Regions from separate parts of the Danio rerio genome. Here region 2 is linked to region 1. A link is a contact called in public Micro-C data. All regions are on one chromosome and are shown on one strand. The core of a region is the stretch at or near the end of the contact, and the rest is flanking DNA. Distances in the headings are between cores, read along the strand shown.

What was found. Hi-C and Micro-C count contacts between places; a contact is called where the count stands out from the background.
Region 2: a contact with region 1 is called in a Micro-C map of caudal fin, with 3 times the contacts expected there. The contact joins the promoter of med28 here to the enhancer-like site in region 1. A contact is called at or near these places in 1 of 18 Hi-C or Micro-C datasets (caudal fin) and 1 of 4 datasets of contacts at active chromatin or transcription factors (embryo).

Annotation. Positions count from the first base shown.
Region 1 is chr1:22,740,911-22,748,114 of GRCz12tu, forward strand. All of the region lies in intron 1 of rapgef2a (Rap guanine nucleotide exchange factor 2a), which reads right to left. Among named protein-coding and RNA genes, the nearest start is that of rapgef2a, 22 kb to the right of the region's middle. Within about 2 kb of position 1,896, at least 19 of the 62 cell types and tissues checked have an H3K27ac peak or open chromatin away from gene starts, as enhancers often do. A contact at or near this core is called in caudal fin, where this site is marked.
Region 2 is chr1:22,866,437-22,873,219 of GRCz12tu, forward strand. It overlaps med28 (mediator complex subunit 28), which reads left to right and starts at 5,207. Exons shown (of 4, transcript NM_001007770.1): 1 at 5,207-5,381; 2 at 5,740-5,806; 3 at 6,764-6,783. The coding sequence starts at 5,220.

The DNA.
Region 1 (7,204 bases), core at 646-3,145:
CAGGTTTCAGCCACCATTTAAACTCGTCTTTCTCCAACCAGGAGTACGCAAACTTACATTTTCCCATTTTACTGCCTGTTTAGCTCTATAGTTTCACTATATGTGAAGAGCGTCACATCACCTTCCCGGTTTGTCGCAAATTACGCCCCGGCCCGAACCAATCACGTAGATCGAGCACACTGTTGTTTATATTAGGAGGAAAATAAATATATTTAAGCTTTTTTTTTGGAGTCAAACACTTTGGACAACACTTGAACAAGAATTAAGACCACGTAAAAATGTGAATGTTAAGGGCCTTAATTTTCTCATATTTGATTTTTCAAATTTTATTACTTTTAAAGACCCCGCAGACACCCTGGATAAACCTATAAAATCACTTAAATGGGGTATATTATGCACACACAAACGTTTAATTGCAGTCAGCCAGCCCCATGGGTTCCAGTTAACTGTCATCCCATACAAAATTGCCGTGATCTGATTGCAAAAAAAAAAAAAAATTAAAAATGTGATCATCACTGCCTGGCTGAGATATGATATAAAAGGTATCAGACCAAACATGCAGCACTGCATTTAAATTAATATGCTATAGAAAAATATTAAAAACAAATTTTAAAAAAGAGAAGCAAAACATTTTTTAAAATTAGTAAGGGTTTTTGCAATATTTTGCTTGAATTTAATTGTATTATCTTTCAATTTCTAAATGTGCTTGGTGACTAAAATATCATTTTAATAAATATATCTGTTTAATAAATAGGTTTTGTTTAAATGCACTAAAATACATTGCCTATATTCACTGAGAAATGAATAAAAATAATCATTTTCAAAAAGGGGTGTACACAAATATGCTGAGCACTGCGTGTATGCGTATATAGAGAGGTTAGACGATCCTTATTTTTTTTTTTAAATATAATTTTATTTTTACCTTTATTTTTTAATAAAATTATTTTATTGACAAATATTCTGTCCTATTTTCTTCTCTTTATATTTACTGCACTGTTTTGCTATCGTATAAATGTTAAATCAAATATAAAAAACCCTGCCTGTATATACATCAAAGGTCCAGTAGGAGGTGCCATATGAATTTGAATATAAGCAGCAGTGACAAATACATACCATTGACCAGAGAACACAGAGCGCACAACCTTCTTTAAACACCACTTAACTCCACCCATCCTGAGTTATACAATCAGCGTTTAACAAGAATGGAATGTTTGCAGATACTCCATTATTCATTCCTTCACTTTCAGATCCATTTCCTCGCTTCTGTTTTTCTCTCTACTTCTGTCACTGTGCTGTTCCTCTTATGACAAGATCCTAGCATTCACGTGTCTGATGCCATGGCATGATATTTGTCACCGTCTCAGTCATGCAATGTTAAATGTACATCTCTGCTCTAACATTCTCTGCTCTAATAGCTCTCTGTTTCTGCTCTAACAGACACAGTTCCTCACATGTGTCTTTAGGAATGTTTTTGTAAGTACATTTCTGATCAGGAAACTGTTTAAGGAAATCTTTTCCTGTTTTGTTGATGCCCATGAATGCAACAATGAGATCATATGAACCTATTATGTAGAGTATCTGAAAGAGGAAAGAGCCAAGTAAATAGCCATACTAATGCTACTAAGAAGGCCTTTATTCAAACTTTTAAAAGCTAAAAAACCTTGAGGTGTAAAAACCTCAAACCAAATAAAAGCTTATTGATATTCAGTGTGGAAGAATAAAAGCTAAAATCATTGATCAGTGCAGTAATCAAACTTGTATTTTATGCAAAAGATGTGATTTGGGTCTAGATTTTTGCCTTGATTTACCAACACCTCTGGTTTCTTAAAACATTCACGTGTTCCAGTTGACAAGTTTAGAGTCACACATTAAGCATTTCCTGTGAATTTGGCGATGATGCAATTCTAAAACTTCACTGGTGTGATGAGGTCATATGAGCTGCGCATTGAGGTTATTGGACTTGGCATACTGACAAAAAAAAAATACTAAAGAATGAACTGGACTGAAACATTAACACATTTCACCGATTCTGTTTAAACTGAACATAGTTTCCTTGTTTTAAGTGTGTGAAAATTCAAAAACTACTTGTTTCTAAGTTTAAATCTGGTTTTAATGAATGTTTATGAATTTAATCCTAACTGAATGGCACTAAATGAACGTGTAAATGGGGACTGCACTAACTCAAATCAACTCATTTTGATTAATTTTCATAGTGTAGATGCTCTTATGTTTGAATGGACTTGAACAGCCACAAAAACACCTAGAATCTGCCTACTGACTGAATATGTGATCATTATGGGGGGTTTTGAGAATAGGGGTGGGTAACTAATCTGGTTCAGTTTGGTTCGGTTACAATAATTGATGCTGTTTATGGCGATGCTGCGGATGGACATATGAATTTACACCACTGTGTTTAGACGTCTTATAACCCTCAAAGATGGACACTGGTGTGATTTAAGTTAAAAACACAGCTACTTTGTATACACATTAAGCAATATATAATAGACAAAACAATAATAAAAACGTAGGGTCTTTCTGAAAACGCAGTGTAGAATTGTGCCTTGTTTGTAAAGACATCAGTGGTGAAAAGAAGTGAACAAAGGGTGAAACTTACACAGTCTGAAATTTCCTTCAAATTAAATTTCATCCACTCTTTCCTAACGTTGGGATCAGAAGAAAGGGGATACATAGACTATGCATGAGAGGATAACCGGTTTCAAGGTTTTATCACGGTTTGGAAAAGTCAAGGTTTTAAAACCGCTAAAATTGTGTTACACCGTTCCTTTTTCGTGTGTTTTTTTAACAACTATTTTATTTAGTTTTTTTTAGGGCAACAGTATCTCCAGCAGAAAATGACCCTCCACATTAAAAGCAACTGGTCAGTCCACAACTCAGCAAACATCAAATATCATACAACAAATCACTTTTAAACCAACATACAAGCACACTATAGACCTGAACAATGCAGTGGCTTACTTTATATCTAAAGAAAAGATAGATATCCAAAGATGCCTTTTCAAGTTGTAAAGAAATCTGTGCTTCTGAAGCTAATGAAGACAGCAGAATCACCTATTTTTTTAAGGATTTAGCCTGACATGTTTACCATTCCAAAATATTTTAAAATGTTTCTTAAAATAAAATCTAGTGTTCAAAAGCGGCTGTTTTTTTACCCAGACATTCAAAAAGAGCATATATTAATGCAAGTTCTTAGACTACTGAGAATGTTTTGAGGTCTAAAATTAACTCTTATAGTACAATGACCTCAGTTTGTAGTTCAAAAACCATAATACTAGATGGAAATGGGAAAATGTTTTAAACACTTACGACTAAAACCTTGACATTTAAATGTACGCATGAAAATGAATAAAAGTTTCAGAAACTTTGAAAGGCCACACCAACCACCCTAACTCAGAATCAGCTTAACTCAAAAAGTACATTAGCAGCATCACCACTTCCTTCTATCCACCCTGACATTCCATCAACCTTTCTCATCATCTTAAACTCCCCTCCAATACATCCATCCATCCCACTCGTCTGCTCTGACTACAGTCAAATTAAAGTAAATTCAAACTGCCCAATGGGTTTGAGTCATGGGTGGCGTGCTGTGTTTTGCGATTGGTTGATTTGAGCAGAAGGGCAGGAATGTTTATTCTGGGACTGTGGCATTTCCTCTGTGAGAGACAGACGCACAGAGTTCTGATTATGGTAACAGAGTCCAGTGAGTCAAGAGACCAAGGTCACGTTTCAGTTGGTCTTAGAAGACCTGGCTGCTAGATCACAGAATAAAATCTGAAAAACACTCACACACGTGCCAGCTTTAAAAAGTAGAACCAGAACTTTTTGCTTTCACTTCTAAAATTATGACATTTTGAAACAATGAGAAACTTTAGGTTCCAGTTCCTCTTCAGTAAAATACCTACCAATTAAATGACATAAAAAAACTGTACTCACAATTTATTTTCCATTCTCTCACAGCCTGGCATCAGTGGTTTTAAACCATAAACTAACAGTACAGGTCTCTGACTAAACGTCTTTAAAAACAGGGCTGAAATTACATTCAGACGCACAAAAATTGCTTGCCCTGGCTGCTATAGAATATCGTGTCTAAAATGCTCAATTTTTTGTTTGATTTTATTGGTAGTATAAAATCAATTGCACATATACAATCACCTATACAGGATTATAATGTGGTAATGCACTCATGTGATACTGCTTAAAACAATAGTTCACCTATAGTTTTCCAAACATTTATTAGCTACCTTTTTTGTTGAAAACAAAGGAATATATTTTTTATAATATTGATGACTTCCACAGCAGGTAAAAAAAAAGATAATGAAAGCTGGAGGTCACTGTTTTTTTCAAATTTACAAATGCATGTTTTGTCTCAACAAAAGAAAAAACTACAATGAACAACTGAAGCAAATGGAGGGTGTGTAAATAGTGGCAGAATTTTCATTGTTGGGTGAAAGGTACCCTCAACTATACTAGTTTCTAAGGGGGCAACAATACAAACTTTTCACAGTTCATTTTGGTTTTCGATTTCAGGTCAAGGTTTTGGTACGCATCAGTATATGATATGATCAGTAAAAAATAAAAATAAAAAAACCTATACATGCAAAATATTTTCACTCCACTTCATTACTATAAAAGTCCCTTAAAAGTGATCTTGAGACTACAGTTCTGAGCTCAGGTATGCTTTGCACTCACACTGCACCCGAGCCCAACCAAACTACGCTTAACTTAACTATGCACTGATCCGGTTTGGATGGCCTAGTGCCAGTACACCCTGAGACAAGATTCAAAGTTCACTGCTTTTTCATTTATTCAGTTCCACTCGGAAGAGGCATAAAATATGTTTAATTGTATCTTTTGTTAATTTATCGTGAATTTATTTTATAGAGTAACAAACAATCATACAAAACCGTTTCTGGAGATTGTTTGAACTTACTGAAGCCATAAAACTATTATGTAGATATCAGAAAGCAATTGAACTTATTAAACCGATGCAGATTATGGCTCTTTTATTGATATTATAAGACGACAAGACGAAAACACAATGGCTGTTCTGTGAAACGCTAGTTTCAGTTCTTGCAACGTCTAACTGAAAGGCTTTCTGCACAACTTCCTTTTCTTACTTGCATGCTTAACCTGACCATTTATTTTTTTATTTTCAAAGAAGCCTACAGTTTCCTTTCTCTTCAATGTTTTTAAATCTGTTGACATTTCATTAGAAGATTACATGAAATGTACCTTTAAAAAAGTCCCAACCACTCCTCCTCTCCCTAAAAATAACATATTAATATTACTCTACTCTATTGCATCTATTTCCATGTTTAGAAATTTCGATTTCAACGCACAATATTACCCTGACTCCTTAAAAACTCAGAAGTGTTTTAGTTGCCATTGTTTTCTTCAATATGGCTTAAATTATGGCTCAAGCTCTTCTTAATCCTCTTATTTTTTTCCTATTTCCTCAACACCAAGCGAACAAAAACTGCAGAAAAGAAGCTTTCTCTCAGTGGTGAGTTTATTTATATATTAATAGAGCCATATGAACAACAAATATGCAACCAACCAACACAGCCATTCACCACACAAACAAGCAATGAATCGTTTTAAAAATGTTAATCATATGAATTCACTATTAATAAAACATTATGAACACTTAATTATTCTTCCTATCCCTTACAAATACCACAAAAAAGTACAAGTAAAAGCATAAAAAAAAAAAAAAAAAAAAACACCATTATTACAATTTTGTTCCTCAATTTTTTTTTTCCATATTTATGTACAACAGTTTATGGAAAGTACCAGGCTCCAACTGCTCAAAAATTTTTATTAATATGGGATTTTCACGCTTAGTTAAGCATTGATAAACTAGGGCTGCAACTTGCGATTTTTTGATTATTATGTTTCTTTATTAACCAGATAAAGAACCCATTGAGATCGACATCTCATTTACAAGGGTGACCTACCAAAGAGGTCTGCAGTGAACGACTTATACTACTACACCAATGATGTCTACAATTACTGATACTACTACAACTATTACTTTAACAACCACAACTACTTCTACAATCACTACTACCACTACTACAACAACGAAAGCAACCTGAAAAATGACAATGGCAAAAATACTTATGATAATGAAGAGATAAAAGGAGGACAAGTCAAAACAGTAATACTAATAATGGTAACAAAAGTAGAAGTAATAATATGAATGATGATAGTGAGGAGGCGAGGGGGGTTGAGAAATCAGGAAGAGGACAAATAATAATAATATCAACAATATCAACAATAACAGCAATAATAATAATAATAATAATAATAATAAGTAGTAGTAGTAGTAGTAGTAGTAGTAGAAGAAGAATCTAGAAGAAGAAGAAAATAGAAGAATGATAAGAAAAGGAAGAAATAGAAAAGAAAAGGGAGGAAAAAAATAGAGAAAAAAAGTGCAGCAGACAAAACAATGAGAATAATAATAAAGAAAACATTACTATAATAATGGTAATATACAAATAATAAGAACTCAAAGTAAGATCTGTCAACTATGAAGCGCAGTATGATATTGGCTATGCAGGAAATGTTCTGTTCTAATTCTGACTGAGAAGGTGTTCATCTGCATTACTGGAAACACAGAGGTAACTAAGTCTGAACATGGTGGACACTTATTATATAACTGATGTCTTTTTTTATAGCCACGAACAAATGACTCTTCAGCCCTGCGAGACTTTTGATGACAGGGCATGAGAAAAGAACCACGAACATGAATTCTTTTCCGATTAAGGTAACTAACCAAAGACTAGTTTCACAAGTTATTTTCATATGAAGCTGCATGTTAAAATGCTAACTAAAAATGTGCAAATGACAACTAAAAATGGTGGCCCAGCATCTGTGCTTGCGTGGTTTCGGAGTTTCACAATGCATTCTGTGGAAAGCCTGAAATTCCCCCCACCCCGGTGTATCGGTGGCAGAGTAAGCAGGTGGGAAAAACCATTATAGCCAGCTGGGTGAACAAGAGGGGGAAGGATCCAACAGCAATGCCGCAAATCAGAAATGAGCGCTACTAAATTAAGAAAACATCATTCGTGTCACAGATCAGACAATGGTGAATAGCCCATTGTTATTGCAAGAAATATCCATATGCACAATGTACACACTCAATAAGACCAAGTCTGTTTGGGAGGACTACATAAATTCAGAT
Region 2 (6,783 bases), core at 3,957-6,456, 130 kb after region 1:
TTTTCTCGTGAGATCAGGCTGTCACATCACACTCGTGCTCTGATGTGTTGCTAAATAACTACTCAGAGCTCTTTCTTTAGCCAAAGCAAATTAACTAGCCGATCCTACAAAACCTGACAGATGAAGCCCAACAATTAACCTTCAACTTGGTGTGTCCCAGCCCCAAGCCCTATTACGTTATTCCTGTGTTACCCGTCTTCTGTGATTCTCATCATTTCATGTGTACTGCCTGGATGTCTCCCATAACTCCCTGAATGTCTCCTTTGTCTTCTACATCTCATTTGTTGTCCATTTTTCATAAACCATCTTTGAACTCAGTTAAGACCTGCATTATTGCATTAATTATTGTTATTGCATTATTATTATTATTATTGCATGCATTATTAGCTTAATCTGCACTCAACTTGCAATACTGTTCAATAAACAACACTGCTTTGCACTACTTTCCATCTGTCGTCTCCTGATTATTGTATTAGAAGACCATACCAACACCAGAACACCATGGATTTCCACCCACTGTCACTATCACCACTGGATCCCTTTGCGAGCTAGTTATAACCGCACTCAAATCTTCCCTTCCCTTCTCTCAGGTCTGTCATCAAAACCTTCACTTTTGCCTCTGCAATTCACATTGGCAGAGTGTAGTGGCTTTCTGTTGCAAGGGAATCTGTATATTGGGATGCTACCATCAAAGTTCGTATTGGAAAGCTCTAAGGTGTTTCTAATATAAAGCTCTGATATAGGCGATTTCCATACGGAAATTCAGAGACTTACCAGGATTTGTACGAAGCCACTGACCAATCATCGGTTACCTCTGCTCCACCCACTTCCTGCTTACAAGTACCAGAATCAATGCAGACTGGACCTACATGACTCACTAAAGAAAACTAAACCATGCTTCCTATACCATCAAAGCATGTTTATTTGGTGGAAATGCTGGTCACCTCTTCCGTTCCTGTTATATCAGACATGTCCAAGCTTCTTCCTCACTCTGTGTTTGCTCTCATTGATTTAGTTTAATCTGAAAATGTAATTTCTCAAGAATGCCCAAACTGGCTTCAGTTATCACCAGAAAATCATGATTATGAATTCTCAGTACAAACTTTACAAAGAAAACCATATGGACGTGGTCATGTGGCATTCTGCACCCCTGTCATCACCCTGCAAATGAGCTAATTCCATCAAGAGTGCATGTCGCTTTTGGAACTGGAACATTCCACCATCAGCATCATGATATCCTAACTTGCGGTTATGTCTTAATTCTGCAAATTCAGTTGAAGTTCCTGTGATGTCATCCACTGAAGTAAAGACTAAACAAACTTGTTTCCATAATTACCTCATCCTTATTTGTTCCAGACTCCAAACTCATCAAATGTCCTAAGACACAGATCCTCAAAGAATACTGGGGGTTCTAGAAACTAGGCAGTCACCCAACTTCCACCTCATCAGCTACATGACTGTGCCTTCGTCCTGCTTCTGGGTGCCCAACTATCCGAAGGAATGATCTTACCTCTGTCCATCATAGAGTGCAAGGCTATTGAGACATAATATGTGCAGGAAGCATTACATGTATAGAAATATTAAATGTAGGATGCACCAAGAATTGATTATTCTATCATCCTCAACAGTTACTTTGAGCTTCTTCTTTGTTGGTAAGAAAGATAGTAATTTTCAGCCCTGCATTGATTATCATGCTCTGAACTCTCATAGGCTGTTTATCAATGTGATCTTCAGCGATGTTGCATCCTCGTGTTCTTGTGTAATCATCAACTGCTAAAGTTCAGTTCCAAAACTCAAGACCGCAAGAATGGATGACAGGTGAAAGTTCCCGGATGTGTTCTTGATATCGAGGACACACCGACACAGACTTGAGCATCGAACTCACTCAAGACATCATTGCGACTGGAGGTGGCAAGAGCAGCATTTTACATAGGTTTATTATTAAAGTTCAAAGATATAACTTATTTATCTCAGGAGTTTCCCTAATACGGTGAAAGAACATCCCCATGAAAATCTTAATAAAGGAATCAACACATAAAGGGTGTTTATTTGCTGAAAAAAAAACTGTTTTATTTGTATAGTGCAGCGTATATTTGTAAAGTCTTTATGCATAGTATGTATTGTGAAAAGGGAGAAAACAATAAATCATTGTATGAATGCTGTAATGTTTAAATAATTTTTCAGTTTAAAATGCGTGAGGGTCATGTGACGATTAGGAAGAACGCAGCATCTCATTTCTCACAGGACGTGTTCTCTGTTCTTGTGGTCTCCCAGGTTCGTTCTTCCGAGGTGACCTGGCAAGATCGGTCTCCACAGGAACGCAAGTCCATTCTCTGCTTTCTTGGAATTGAGAAACAGCCATATAGTCCAGTTGCTCTAACCACTTTAGCTGGAAGATCCATGGGGCACACTTCTTCAAACTGGAACTGCAGAGTGCCAACAACCTCATTCATATTTGTAAAATAGGCAAATTGAAGATGCCGCTCATTACTCCCATTTGCCACTATGAATACCAAGTGATGCCCTGTGGACTGTCCATTATACCATCAATCTTCCAGACATTTATGAACAAAGTTTTCTATGAGTTTCTTTATCGCTTTGTCTTAGTTTACATCTACATCCTGATATACTCCAGAAACCTTGACAAATATTGCTATCACATCCTGTAGGTCCACCAGAAGCTTCATGAACATCGCCTGTACTTGAAGTTGGAGAAACGTGAGATCCATCAGTCACATTTGCCATTTCTAGCATACATCATCAGCCCATCCAGAGTACAGATAGACAAGGGGAAGGTACACACCATACAAGAATAGCCTCGACCCACTTCTATGAAAGAACTCCAACGTTTCCAAAGATTCAACAACTTCTATTGGAGATTATTCTTCAGCTTGCTATCCCAGCCCTATTAATCTTTTTCCTGAAGGACAAGCCAAAGACCCTGTCCTGGACAACTGAAGACCACAAAGCTGTATAATCATAAATAATAATCATAATAATCTAAATTAACCATGATCACTTAGCATCATGGATCTACGAACTGTAAAGCAGATAATCGGTTGTGTTCTGTGTTGCGCTATGTGTTCTGCAACTTTGGTCTCCTAGAGAAGATTGTGTCAGACTGGGGCTTGCAGAAAACCTCATGTCTGAAAGGCATTCTTCAAGTTACTGGGTATTTCTGTTAATCTCTCCTCTGGTTTGCAAACCAAATGCAGCCTACTAACCACATGTGTACAGTTTGCATGCACTTCATACTTTTTCTCAACCTGATTTTATTTATCTGTTTTATAACCAACGCAATCTCACGGCAATTCGTAACTTTTAACCCTTTTTGTTCTTTTGCAGCCAAAAACCCTTTAAGGCCAAATTTAGCTGTTGAAATTTACTTAAAGGTGCAGTAGGTGATTTGCCAAAAAGCTAACCGCTTAGCATATTATCTTTGGACGGCGGGGAGGGACTGTGATTCAAAGCCACACCCCCTGAAATCGTGAGCGCGCGCACCACGTCACAACAGCCGACAGACAACCCACTAGTTCATGTCATTCGCCAGTTAGTAAGTGCCAGCGCCGTGCAGGAATTACATTTATTACTTAGCCACATTTACATGCTATTTCAGAGCGAATATTCAGAGGAGCATGGTCAACAGTATAGGAAGGCTGTCATTGTTCAAAAATGACCCAATGTGAATATAGTTTTATGCTTTACCCAGAATATAAAAATACATATAAACACATTTAGATCATTTACTGTAATCATTACTATTGGACTGTGAAGAGACTTTCAACCAGCACAACAAAAAAATGTTTCTGAAGACAATCAACTACTGCACCTTTAATGTTCATTTTAAATTATTTTAATCTAATTGATAAATTTAGATTTAACCTTTTTAAATTGATGTGCCACAATATATAAGCCTGTTTAAGTAAAATAATAAAACGATTAATGTAATCGTGATTTTTTAATTAACAATTCTAAATGTTTCTCATGATGACAAGTCCAAACTTTGAACATTTGTCTTGAAATAATACTGATCAGTATTGCAAGTTTATATTTTAAACTATTGAGTTTTTAACACAATTTATTTCTCTAGATTGAGGGAGAAGCAGCATTTTAAACTTAAATGTGACCAGGCTTAAAATCATAAAAGACCATTATTATTTAGCATTACATTTAAAATCCCATGCCACACACAGACTTCTATAACCACCAACACAACCTTTTTAACTTTCATCATGTCCTGCTTTGCTACATATAGTATACAGGCGCCGACCAAATGTGGGACTCCTGGATTCATGTCACCAGCTGATCTGGACCCCAACCTGCATCCACCTGTCGAAGTGTATTACAGTATGACAGATGATTCAGCTCCAAAATCCAGTGTGAAGTACAGTTACTTTTTTTGACCACGAGAGAATTTCAGCTGCTTCTGAGAGTTCAACATTTCACCTCAACTGGAAACGTAGGCTATTCTTTCTTTCTTTCTTTTTATTTTTAAAAATTATTTTTTTTTATTACAGCATGTTTTAAGCAGCGGATGCCCCTACAGATGCAACCCAGTACTATGAAACACACACTCACATTCACTCTCATACACTATGACCAATTTCAATCATTCGTTAATTTTCTTTTCGGCTTAGTCTCTTTATCAATTAGAGATCGCCACAGCGAAATGAACCGCCAACTTATCCAGCAAATGTTTTACGCAGAAGATGCCCTTCCAGCTGCAACCACAACATCACAATGGTACACACTCATTCACACACAAAGTTACTTGTCAAATAAATAACATGGAAGATTATATATAGAGGATTTTGAGTAGTTTTTTAATTAGCTGGTTTATGAAGACTGCAGAGTGATGCATGAAAAAAATGACTTCGAATAATTGTAAAAAGATGTGGTTTGTGATGTATGATCACAATGTATGAACATGAATGCATGTTGTGATGTATGCCCTCCCTAAGTTACTCTGGTCTAGAACTGCCACTGGGTCTGTTAATTATGTATTAGCATTGGCTATATTATTAATTCTGAGAAAATCAAAATGGCTCTATAAACAAATCTGTTTAATTAAACACATTATTTCGCTATTAGATGATAAACTGGCACAAACCTGGGCCTACATGACTTTCATTGCACGCATTGTACAACAGATGGCGGCACTTCACATTTGGAAAGAGTGCTTTGCCGCACACGAGGAAAAGAGCTTGTTGTTAGGGAAAATGGCGTCGTCCATGGGCGGAATGTTCCCCGGTCAGCAGCCTCCTGGATCTCATCCACCTCCGGGTCCGGGTGGTCCAGGTCAGCCAGGGCTCCTCACTGGTACTCCCGGTAACAGAGGGGCGAATAACACTTTAGTGGATGAGCTGGAAGCTTCTTTCGAGGTAAAGAGCTCACGTAAACTTTTTCTGCTAACATAACATTGGTGCAACTGCAGTCACACTAAACCTTTGTTAATGTTTGTTTAAACATATATATATATATATATATATATATATATATATATATATATATATATATATATACACACACACACACACACACACACGTATGAGTTTTATGTACGCGATTAATAAATTATTTACTTGGCTGTTGATGAAATGATATAACCGTTAGACCGTTAATGGGGCGAGTTAGTTTATTTTTTCACTATAATCCTATGTTATTTTGTATAATCTACGGTGTAACTGTTTAATATTGTGTTTTATAATGTACTTTAATGTGTGTTTTTAATTCTGCCAGGCGTGTTTTGCATCTCTTGTCAGCCAAGACTATGTCAATGGAACTGACCAGGAAGAAATTCGAACTGGTAAAGAGATGTTTTTATTCGTCTGTGCTCCAAAAATGTGTTAATTTTTATGATATTGGACACCAATACCAGTGGACTATATTCAAATACTACAGTTTTCAGTAATCCGCAACAACATCACAGATGACCATTTAGCTAATGTCATGCTGTCATTAAATGCAGTATTACTTATACATTTTTGAACAACATATTTTCTGAATTGTTGTTTAAATATGAAAATTCGGTAAAAAAAAAAAAAAAAAAACTTTTTCACAATGATTCAGAACAAACATCTGAACATTGTATTCTTCCTCATTTCCTGTGATCTCTTCATATCTTCAGTGGGAAACCATGTGAGAGCTAGCAAGATGAATTTTATACATGTATATGTATTGTAATCAGTGTGATGTGTAGTTACAAACTGTCTAAATGTAATTACTCTTCTACTGAAAATGTTAAGGGATTACTTTTCATTTTTAGGTAATTTAATTAGTTACTTATATAATTTACATGCCTTAAATATATGGTATTTATAAAATATTGTGTCATTGCTTGTAAATGTTTTGATACATGTTTATTATTCGAAGATCCATTTTTGGGATCTAAAAGATCCTGTTTGGGTCAAATGTACAGAATTATGTTTAGTTTATATCGTCTATGTGTAAGATTTATTGGGATTTTAAGTAGAGTTGAGTCAAGTACTTAAATAGTGAGCATTTAAGTTACTTTTCCGACTTTAAATTTAAAATACATTTTTAATTATCTAGTTAGTAATTAATTACATTTTTGAAGTAGCTTACCCAACAATGATTGTAATTAAACGTTAGACACAAATAAACAATTGGTAATTTTGAAGTCATTTCTTTCCAATAGTCTGAAATAAGATGCTATGAAAAAATATTGCCCAAAAACTCGACCAGTGCATTAAAAAAATAATAATCATTTTTTACAGTTATTTATTTTGTGTGTGTATTTCAGGGGTTGATCAGTGTATACAG